Linked DNA regions of Sus scrofa: region 1 is linked to region 2. Evidence: chromatin contacts called from public Hi-C data. All regions are on one chromosome and are shown on one strand. Each heading gives the region's core, a stretch centred on a gene start, on an enhancer-like site or on the middle of the called end of the contact. The rest is flanking DNA. Distances are from core to core; before and after follow the strand shown. Region 1 has its middle 30 kb from the start of MAFB. Region 2 has its middle 190 kb from the start of MAFB.

Region 1 (5,253 bases), core at 1,958-4,457, 160 kb before region 2:
CTGTGACTATGGATGTTTCCAGGCTAGGGGTGGAATCGGAGCTGTAGTTGCTGATCTACACCACAGCCATAGCAACAGCTACATGGGATCTGAGTTGTGTCTGTGACCTATACCGCAGCTCAGGGCAATGCTGGATCTTTAACCCACTGAGTGAGGCCAGGGATCAAACTCACATCTTCATGGATCCTAGTTGGGTTCTTAACCCGATGAGTCACAACTGGAACTCCCTTAAATATATTTTTATGGAGGTTGGAGTTCATGAAAGCAACAGCTCTTAGGTCCCAAGAAAGTCCTGATCCAGCCTGGGCTTTGACCTTCCTTCTCTGCAGGACAAAGTCCTAAGAGACAAAGGACTTAGGTGTTGGACTCACATGGAACTGGGGTCAAGCCCTGATTCTTTCTACCTGCTTCGTGATCCTGGCTAAGCCACTAGCTTCTCTGAGCCTCAGTTTCCTCATCTGTAAAATTAGATAACGAATGAAGGAATTCGAGTTCCCATCGTGGCTCAGCGGTTAAAGAATCTGACTAGCATCCATGAGGACGCAGGTCAATCCCTGGCCTTGTTCAGTGGGTTAAGGATCCAACATTGCCATGAGCTGTGGTGTAGGTCTCAGATGCGCCTTGGATCCTGTGTGGCTGTGGTTGTGGTGTAGGCCGGCAGCTATAGCACCGATTGGACCCCTAGCCTGAGAACCTCCATATGCCTCAAGTGCCACCCTAAAAAAAGCAAAAAAAAAAAAAAAAAAAAAAAAAAGAATGAAGGAAAGAATGAAAAGCCTTTAGCAAAGTTACCACTGAGCCCATAAAAAGCACCCAACCTATCAAAGCTATTAAAAAAAATTAAAATTAAAATTTAGGAGTTCCCGTCGTGGCGCAGTGGTTAACGAATCCGACTAGGAACCATGAGGTTGCGGGTTCGGTCCCTGTCCTTGCTCAGTGGGTTAACGATCCGGCGTTGCCGTGAGCTGTGGTGTAGGTTGCAGACGCGGCTCGGATCCCGCGTTGCTGTGGCTCTGGTGTAGGCCGGTGGCTACAGCTCCGATTCAACCCCTAGCCTGGGAACCTCCATATGCCGCGGGAGCGGCCCAAGAAATAGCAACAACAACAACAACAACAAAAAGACAAAAGACAAAAGAAAAAAAAAAAAAAAAGAAAATTTAAGGCTGTCAGCCTGGTATTCAAGACCATGCACTTAGCAGAGATATGCTGAGTGCCGGCTGTGGCTCAGGCTCTGTACTGGGCATGTGCCTGTTCCTCAGCCTCTGCAGATCCTGGTCCCTACCCCACCCATGTCTGAATCCCCATCACCTGACTCTCCATTCCCGGCTTACAGACCCTTGTGTAAGGGTCCAAAGCCCCTATCCTCCTTCACCTCCACTTTCTCATTTGCCATCAGATCCTAGGAATTCTCTTCTTCATCTGGTGAGGCAGCCCCACCTGGACCCAGTGGAGGTCAGCTGTCATCTCCCCACTTTTTGTTCACTGCAGGAGGAACTGCCCCAACCTTTGTTCCCCCCACATCCCAGGCCCCCAGCAGAGCCCATGTGGACACAAGAGCCCCTTGCTCCCCTCTTCTTCCACAGAGCCCCCTCTAAATTCAGCCCTGGATTTGTCTACTTTAACTTTTCCCTAACAATCTGCAGAAACGTGGGTCAGGCCATCTCTCATTTGAAATGTTGACAACTTCGGCTTCCTAATCAAATAAAAGCCTGTTTTCTATCTTATCCCTGCTGGAGACATCATGACTGATTGATTGATTGATTTAAAGAAATTAAAACATGTCACATATTTTATAAGCAACTTAACCACCCAGGCTGGAGCCTGGGTACCTGACATAAAGATTTCAGCTTTAAATGTGGAAATTAATAGTTTTCAATACCAAAATCAATATAAAGTATGAAAAGATGAATAATGAGCAAACATAATTTCTTTTCTCTTAAGTGACACTAAAAACCTCTGGAGTCCCAGATTTTTCTGTGGTGGCATACATGGTTTAACTTAGGAGAAAAGCACATTAAGTATTTATATATATATATTTATGTGCAAGTGAACCTAATAAATTGCTTACTCTCCATCCCCAAGACAGACCTCTTTGTTCCCACCTGTGCTCTTCCCTCTGCTTGAGATGCCTTCTCCGATCCTCTTGTAAGTGCCACAGGGCAGAAATCTTATATCCTTCACTGATGGATCCCAATCTCCTAAAAAAAGAGCCAGACACATACCAGGTACTTACTAAATATCTGGGAGAATGAATGGACAGCCTAGAAAACTCCTATCTATACCTCAAAACCTCAATCAAATGCCCTTGCTCTTTGTGCCACCCCCACTCACCCTGGAAGTGTCTGACACTGTAGTTCCCACACTGCTTTGTGTTGACTTCTATCTCTCTGCCAATCCAGGAGCATCGGTCCTTGGGCAGAGGCAGACGTGTGTTTTAATATTGTCTCTGACACTTCACTCACTCACTCAACAGATTTACTGGGCATGTGCCTCTTATGTGCCAGTCATTTAAATGGTGAGCAAAAACAGATGGGTGCCAGCCTTCCATGGAACCCTGTAGGCATGCTCATTAGCCTTCCCGAGCCTCAGTTTCCTCAGCTGCAACGTGGATAACACCTGTTTCCTTGGTGCTGGGTACATTAAACTGGAAGGCATGGCAGGCTCCTCCTTCCTGGCTGGACTCTGAGCTACTTTTCAGGGTGGGGGATGGTTCCCACTTACTTTCTCTTCCCTTGGGCACAGAGGAGGTGCCAGTAAATGTTGGCTGGTACTAGGATGGCTGAGCTGGTCTTTGTGCCTATCTCTGCAGTTCCCCCTCCCCCACACGGTCAGATCTGGCTTGGCCTGACTTCACAGGGTCTCCCAAGGTCCAGAAGCATCCTTGACCTCTGAACGGGCCAGTGCTAGGGACAAGCATGAGTGCCAGAAACTCAAGATTCCCAGCTCTGGAGGGTATGGGTTGCCCTGAGGCTGCACTTAGCAATCTCTAACCCCAAGTGGTGGAGGCCCAAGGCATGGTTCACTTTCAGCCAATTTCTTGGTATCTCTGGGGGCAGTGATGCAGAGCAGACCATAGAGTCGCCTCCATCCCACCCCCACTCCTGTGCCTCTGGCTGGCCATTTGCACTCCAATGACCTACATGTGACCAGAGAGCCATGGGCCCGCCCCCTTGAGCAAACAGCAGTGCATGCAAGCAGCGTTTGGCCTCAGGTCCAGACAAGGCCTGCCGGTCACTCGGGGCACCCACCTCTATTTGGAAGGGGTGGAGGGACACATGGACACCTGGGCACCTGGATTCTCACCCTAGCCCCAACCTCATGGCAGATCTTGTGCTCATTCCTTCTTGTATCTAGATCTCAGTTTCCCCATCTGTACCAGGGTCTGGCTGAGTGGTAAGAAAAGCAAGCCTTGGAAGTTTGTTAGTTCCTTTATTTTAATTCAATTTAATTTTTTTTTTTTGCCATTCCCAGGCTAGGGATCAAACCTGTGCCACAGCAGTGACCTAAGCCACGGTAGTGACAATGCTAGATCCTTAACTGTTAGGCCACCAGGGAACTCCTTTAGTCCCTTTATTTTGCTATCAAATTCTTGGGTTTAGGAATAGAACTACCATAGGATCCAGCAATCCCACTCCTGGGCATCTATCTGAAGAAAACCATAATTTAAAGAGATACATGCCCCACAATGTTCATTGTAGCACAGTTTACAATAGCCCAGACATGGAAGCAACCTAAATGTCCATCGACAGAGGAATGGGTAAAATAAGAGGTGGTACATATAGACTATTACTCAGCCATAAAAAAGAATGAAATAATGCCATTTGCAGCAATATGGATGGACCTAGACATTATCACACTAAACGATGTTAGTGAAAGACAAACATCATATGATATCACTTGTATGTGGAATCTGAAAAAAAAATACAAATGAACTTATTTGCAGAACAGAAACAGACTCACGGACTTTGAAAAACTTATGATTATCGAAGGGAACATGTAGTGGGGGGAGGGATGGACACGGGGTTGGATGGCCATATGCCTGCTGAGGTATATGGAATGACTGGCCCACAGGGACCTGCTGTCTAGCACAGAGCACTCTACCCAATATTCAGTGATGGGCTATGTGAGAAAAGGATCTGAAAGAGAATGGATGTATGTGCACATAAAACTGAATCACTTTGTTGTATAGCAGAAATTATCACAACCTTGTAAATCAACTATACGTCCATACAACTTCAAAAAATTTAAAAAAGAATTAAATGAAACATCCCATGTAACAGTACTACTAAGATGCTTGGTGTATAGTAAGTGTTCAATAAATGTTAGCTAATTTTTAAAAAAAGAATTCTTGGGTTTAGGGACAGAGAAGAATGTGTGAGCTCTCCAGATTTAGATTCTGCGCCCATTTCTTGTGCACCCACCATGTGCCAGCCTTAGCAATCTCTGGAACCACCTCCAAATTCATTTCATTCTGAGTTGCCAACTGCCCAACCTGCCATCTTCCTCAGGTCCCTCTAGGACTTCTCATACGCTTGGGGACCTCCAGGATTAAGAGTCCCTCATCCCAAAGAAGTAGAGTCTGACGAGTCGAGAGGGTGTGTGAAAGCCGAAACAGCCCAGGGAGCCTCACCTCTGGGAGATGGGTGTCTCCATCCTTAGAGGGCCCGTTAGAGGAGCAAGGTGGAATTCAACATGTGCGTATTATATGATTTTATTGGAAATTATGGCCTAATTTCCTATCTGCCAACTTACTTAAAAACTAAAAACTGGAGTTCCTATTTTGGTTCAGTGGGTTAAGAACACGGCCTGAGTTCAAATCCTGGTGCCGGCACTTGGCATCTTTGGGGTCTTGAGCGAGTTACTTACCTGAGCCTTTGTTTCCCTGAGTTTTCAGATACCTGAACAATGGATGTAATAGTACCTCATTGCTGGTGCTCTAGTGAAGATTTAGTGAGCCATAGGGAAGGTCTGATGCATGGGGCTGCCTTCTTTTATCACAATTCTCTTAGGTGTAGGATAGCCTTCAGCTCTCCATGAGTAGGAATGAATTCAACTTATATTCTTGGGCCAGTGGCTCTGCAAGGTTCTGAAGATACAGATGTGAGTGCAGACAGAGCCAGCAGTCCTTGGATGGGCCAGGGGTGGGGGGTGGGGGAAGGAGGCTGCTGGGGATTCCAAGTGGTGATCGGTGGGCCCATAGCACTCTCAGCGGAGTCTCGTTTGGTCTAACTCAGGCTGTATATTTACCAATGG
Region 2 (4,544 bases), core at 1,993-4,492:
CAGAAGCTGCTTCCAAGTAAACATTAGCTAATGTGCTTGCTCAAAATATCCATGGGTCCCTGAACCTCTAGAGGAGGCTCACTGGCCCCTCCCTCGGCCAACACAATGCCAGCCTTTTTGTATCTTGATGGCTCTTTAACTCCTTCCCCCCTTCTTCATCTTTCCTCCTCATATCCTCTTTCATGCATTGCTCTTTGAACACCCAGATTCCTCTGATATTGTGCAGAAATGTTTGGTTGTCCTTGGCTCCAACTCTACATTCGGTCAATATTTATGTATCTAAACTCATCAACATCCTCAGCAGGACAAGGGCCTTTTATTAAACATGACACATTTTCTTTAGAAGGAAGCAGTGACTCGGGAGAGAAAAATGCCAAGAATGAAGCACCATGTGTATAAATCGTGCACGGACACTGGGGCAGTGTGTTCCACTGTGTCTGTCTAGAGGTTGAGTCTAGGGCTGCATCCTTAGAAAGGGAAAGAAGTGAATGTTATGGATAAGAAGCACCCGAAGAAAAGGCAGATCCTACAAAAAGATTTGGGATTGTGGAAAGCAGACCTCAGATCAGAGATAGTTCCTCTTTGAACTTTGCTCTTGTGAGATCAATATTCAGGGTGGGTTTAAGGGCTTCCAGGAAGAGGGGGGTCTATGTTTCATCTGGGGGTGCAGCATCATGAATATATGAATTGGTAGGCTTCTACAAGAAGGGGTCATGTACAGCCAAGGAACCACAGCTAGCTGCCAGCTTTCAGTGATATCATGTGACAATTCTGTTCTCTGAGATTGTTCAGTAAGGAGATAGCCCCTGAGGAAAGCAATGGATCCAGCTACATTCAGTAGGCACATCTTCCTTGATTCTACAGTTCACTTCCCGAAATGTGACCTAAAGATATAGGTTTATACGGCACATGTAGAAGGATTATTAACTGACTCCATGTCTGTGATAACAAATCCCTGGAAACAACCTCAATGTATTGGGAGCTTTTTAAGTTTAAGAAATGATGCATTTATAGATGCCTATAACTATAGCCATGGTAAAGAATAAAGACATTCACAGACTAATAGATTGGTTGTCGAGGGGAAGAAACAGAGGGCAGGTTGATAGAGGAGTTTTTGCAGGAATTTTCTCCCATGTTAAATGACAAAAAAAAAAGGCTGATAAAAATTCTGTGGTTAAGGGTCTTCTAAATAGTACTAGAGAATCTTTACAGACTTTGTAGAGGTAGTCTGGCAAAAATGTTTCCTCGTAGAAAGCTTTGTGCCATAGCCTTAGTCTGAGCTGTGTCTCACCTGCTGGGTGTTTTGGTTGCCCAGGGACTATCGTGCAAGAACCTGGCATGGATCCTGGCATTGTAGTGGGTCTCCATCTTTGCAGGAAGGAACTCCTTCAGGGATGACGTTTACCTTTGCACTTTCCCCTTGCTGAACAGTTCCAGTTCTCAGGAGAAACCTTATTCTGAGCCCAACTGCCTCTTTTTAAGCCCTAGTGGGAGCTCTGGCATGGCTCTGAATGAAGATCACTCCCCTGGGGAGTGCCAGTGCCCTGTTTGGATGCATAGATTCTCAATCTGCTCATCTCTCAGCTTCTCCGTAGCTCTGGCACTGACTCCAAATCTGAGAAGAACCTTCCATACTCTTGAGATCAGTTTTTCACAGAGCACACGGTCAGCCTGCTAATGCTTTCCGAGACCACTGAACACAGAGGCATCTAGCCTCATTTTCGTGAGTTTTCCATTGCTACATTTTTGGCCTCCTCCTCTAGTTCTGGAAAGTTCGAGGGACAGATCTTTAAAAAGGCTTATCTGACGGTCTCCAAGTTCAACGCTGTTGGCCATCTCAGCTCTGTTTTATGTTTTTTAATTAATTGTTACTCTCTGCTGCTTGTGCCTGAGGTGATTTTTTTTTTTTTTTAAACCACAAAGAGCAAGCCTAAGAAAGTTAAATAAATAAATACTAATGAACAGAGAAGTGAGGCCTGGCGAGGTTAATTGAGTTTCTGGGGCCACAAAGCCGTTGGAGAGCAGTTGTGGGCTCAGGGAGGGAAGCTGGTCTGGCCACCTCCTCTGTGCTCTGGCCACTTTGCCATGTTACTGCCCAAATAAGCGCCCACTTAGTAGCAGAGTTAGAAACGGAAGTCATTTTTTCAGCAATTTATTGGATCTTTTTTCCCACCCAGGAGTATTGATTTTTCTCTTGCCTCAGCTGGGGATGGAGCTGAAGAGAGGAGTCTTTTTGGGTGTGAACCCCGAGCCAGTGGGTGTTGTGCTTGAGTGCCAATGACCCCGAAGGCTTGCGGCAGGCTCCAGGAGCCCACCACCTCACCAGGATGGCTGGATTCAGTAAAAGCTCTGAAACACCATAAAACCCCAGCCCAGTGTGTTCATGGGTGAAGGAAGTTACACAGTACACATTACACTGTTCTTTTTTAAAAGAATTTTTTTAGGGCCACACCTGCAGCCTATGAACGTTCCCAAGCTAGGGGTCAAATCGGAGTTGCAGCTGCCAGCCTACGCCACAGCCACAGCAACCTACATCACAACTCACAGCAATGCTGGATCCTTAACCCACTGAGCGAGGCCAGGGGTGGAATCTGTGTCCTCACAGATACTAGTTGGGTTTGTTAACCGCTGAGCCACAAAGGGAACTCCCTACATTATAGTGTTCGAATCACATCATTTAATGAGAAACAAAATTGTGCTAGTTCCACAATTATGGTATGTTTCAGGGCTTGATTGTATGTACAGGATGGTGTATTTGGTTGAGTCCTTGAAAGTGACCAGAGATTTTCATTTCATGTATTTCCAGACCTTTCCCAATACAGTTGGGAAGCATCTAGAACTGTTAGGCTTATGGGTCGGGTGGAGAATCAACTTATACCACAAACAGCATCTCCTGGCTTTCAAAATAATGAGGAAACACTGGTGCCCCATGACTAGAGAGTGAAAGAGACTGAATAAATAAAACGAACATGACACAAATATCACGGCTTTTGATAGCCCCTGCACACACATCTGGCTTCAATTTGCCGGGATTTTCTCATTTGTTAAATTACAAAAAAAAAAAAAAAGAGCCAATAAAAATTCTGTGGTTAAAGGTCTCTTAAAAAGTACTAGAAAAGCAAGTTCACGGTCTTTGCCGCATTTGTTACTGATTATGGGCAAACATGGGGACAGCTATCGACCCTTGTGACTTGGATCTGGAACATGTTGATGAAATCTCAGGGACCCGGGCGTAGGTCACTTTCTGATGCCCGTGGAGCTTGGGCAGGGGAGATAGGGATGGACTGGTCCATGCCAGGGCCTCGTGTTTGGTATGAATCGCTTCATTAGGGTGACTGTTGCACATTGGGATCCACTCCAGGAAATGCCTCCAGTAGTTAAAAGCATGCCACCTAAGAACCGTCTTGTGGGAGGTAGCACGAGAAGTGAGAAAAGAGAGGAGGAAGGTGAGAAGGGAGGATGGATGAGACTCCTCTCCTGTGTCCCTGGTCTTGTTTCAGGTGTTTGGCAGCAGGACCAATGGTGACCTCATACCACTGACAGGCAGAAAGGCAGCTCATTTTAGGGACAGTCATTTTCTACTTACCCAGAACTACCAAAAGACTTCCATGCAAGTTTGTGCAGGTCTGGATAGTTGGCAGCAGTGTTTTTTGTTCATGCTCTGAAATCTTAACTCCAGTGAGAAAGACTGACCTATCTGTTGAGAAAGCAGTGTCGTCTGATACTAAGTTATTTTGCCATTCTTGCCTTCTTTCCTCCCTCCCTTCCTCCCGTCCTTCATTCCTATTAGCTTCCACATGTGCCTCACCAAGTGCTAAGTCCCCAAGAATACAAAAGAAAGAAGACTTAAAACTGTTCAGGAACTTTGTAGACCAGTGGGAAAGCTGTACAAGAAAATATACATCATTTGGGGTAGGTACTATCCTAGCTGAGCTTTCACAGAAGCAGGTGTAATAAAGGCTGCCTTGGTTGCGAATGATTTTGTCAAGGAGATAATGCTTGAAGTAGCCAGAGAAATGCACCAGGTGGAGGAGCTGGAGAGAGATTATTTTTGGTCAAAGGATATGGAACATTCAAGGCAAAGACACCTGAAATAGTCAAGGGGTTTGAGAAGGCAACAGGCTGACCATATGTAAACCAGTTTCTAATGAAGTGTCTTGATCATTCAGTCCAACCAACTCAATTCAGTAAATGCTTTTTGATTCCCATCTAGGGCTCTGTCCTGGAGTCTGGCATCCTTGGTGATGGTGGGGGTGAACAGAGACTCATAGGCAAGACCCAGATTGTGTCCAGGAGGGGTTTTGATGTTAGGAGAGGCGAAAGCACGAAGACCTCGAATGGTTAGTGCATCAGAGAGGCCCAAGGAGGTAACTATGGGAAACAGAGGAGAGAACAAGAGGTCCAGGAAGACTTCCTATAGAAGGATGAATTAGACTTGGACCCTGCACAATGGAAGACAGAAGAGGAGAATGTGTGAGCCAAAGAAGGGAAGTGGGCTATGGGAGTTTATTTCTGTTTGTTTATTTATTTATTTACTTATTCAT

The links. A called contact is a pair of places that touch in the nucleus more often than the background predicts.
Region 1: a contact with region 2 is called in a Hi-C map of liver, with 6 times the contacts expected there. The contact joins two enhancer-like sites. A contact is called at or near these places in 2 of 47 Hi-C or Micro-C datasets (both in liver) and 1 of 2 datasets of contacts at active chromatin or transcription factors (alveolar macrophages).

The regions. Positions count from the first base shown.
Region 1 is chr17:43,378,870-43,384,122 of Sscrofa11.1, reverse strand. No RefSeq gene overlaps it. Among named protein-coding and RNA genes, the nearest start is that of MAFB, 30 kb to the left of the region's middle. Within about 2 kb of position 3,207, at least 2 of the 83 cell types and tissues checked have an H3K27ac peak or open chromatin away from gene starts, as enhancers often do. A contact at or near this core is called in liver, where this site is marked.
Region 2 is chr17:43,216,134-43,220,677 of Sscrofa11.1, reverse strand. No RefSeq gene overlaps it. Among named protein-coding and RNA genes, the nearest start is that of MAFB, 190 kb to the left of the region's middle. Within about 2 kb of position 3,242, at least 1 of the 83 cell types and tissues checked has an H3K27ac peak or open chromatin away from gene starts, as enhancers often do. A contact at or near this core is called in liver, where this site is marked.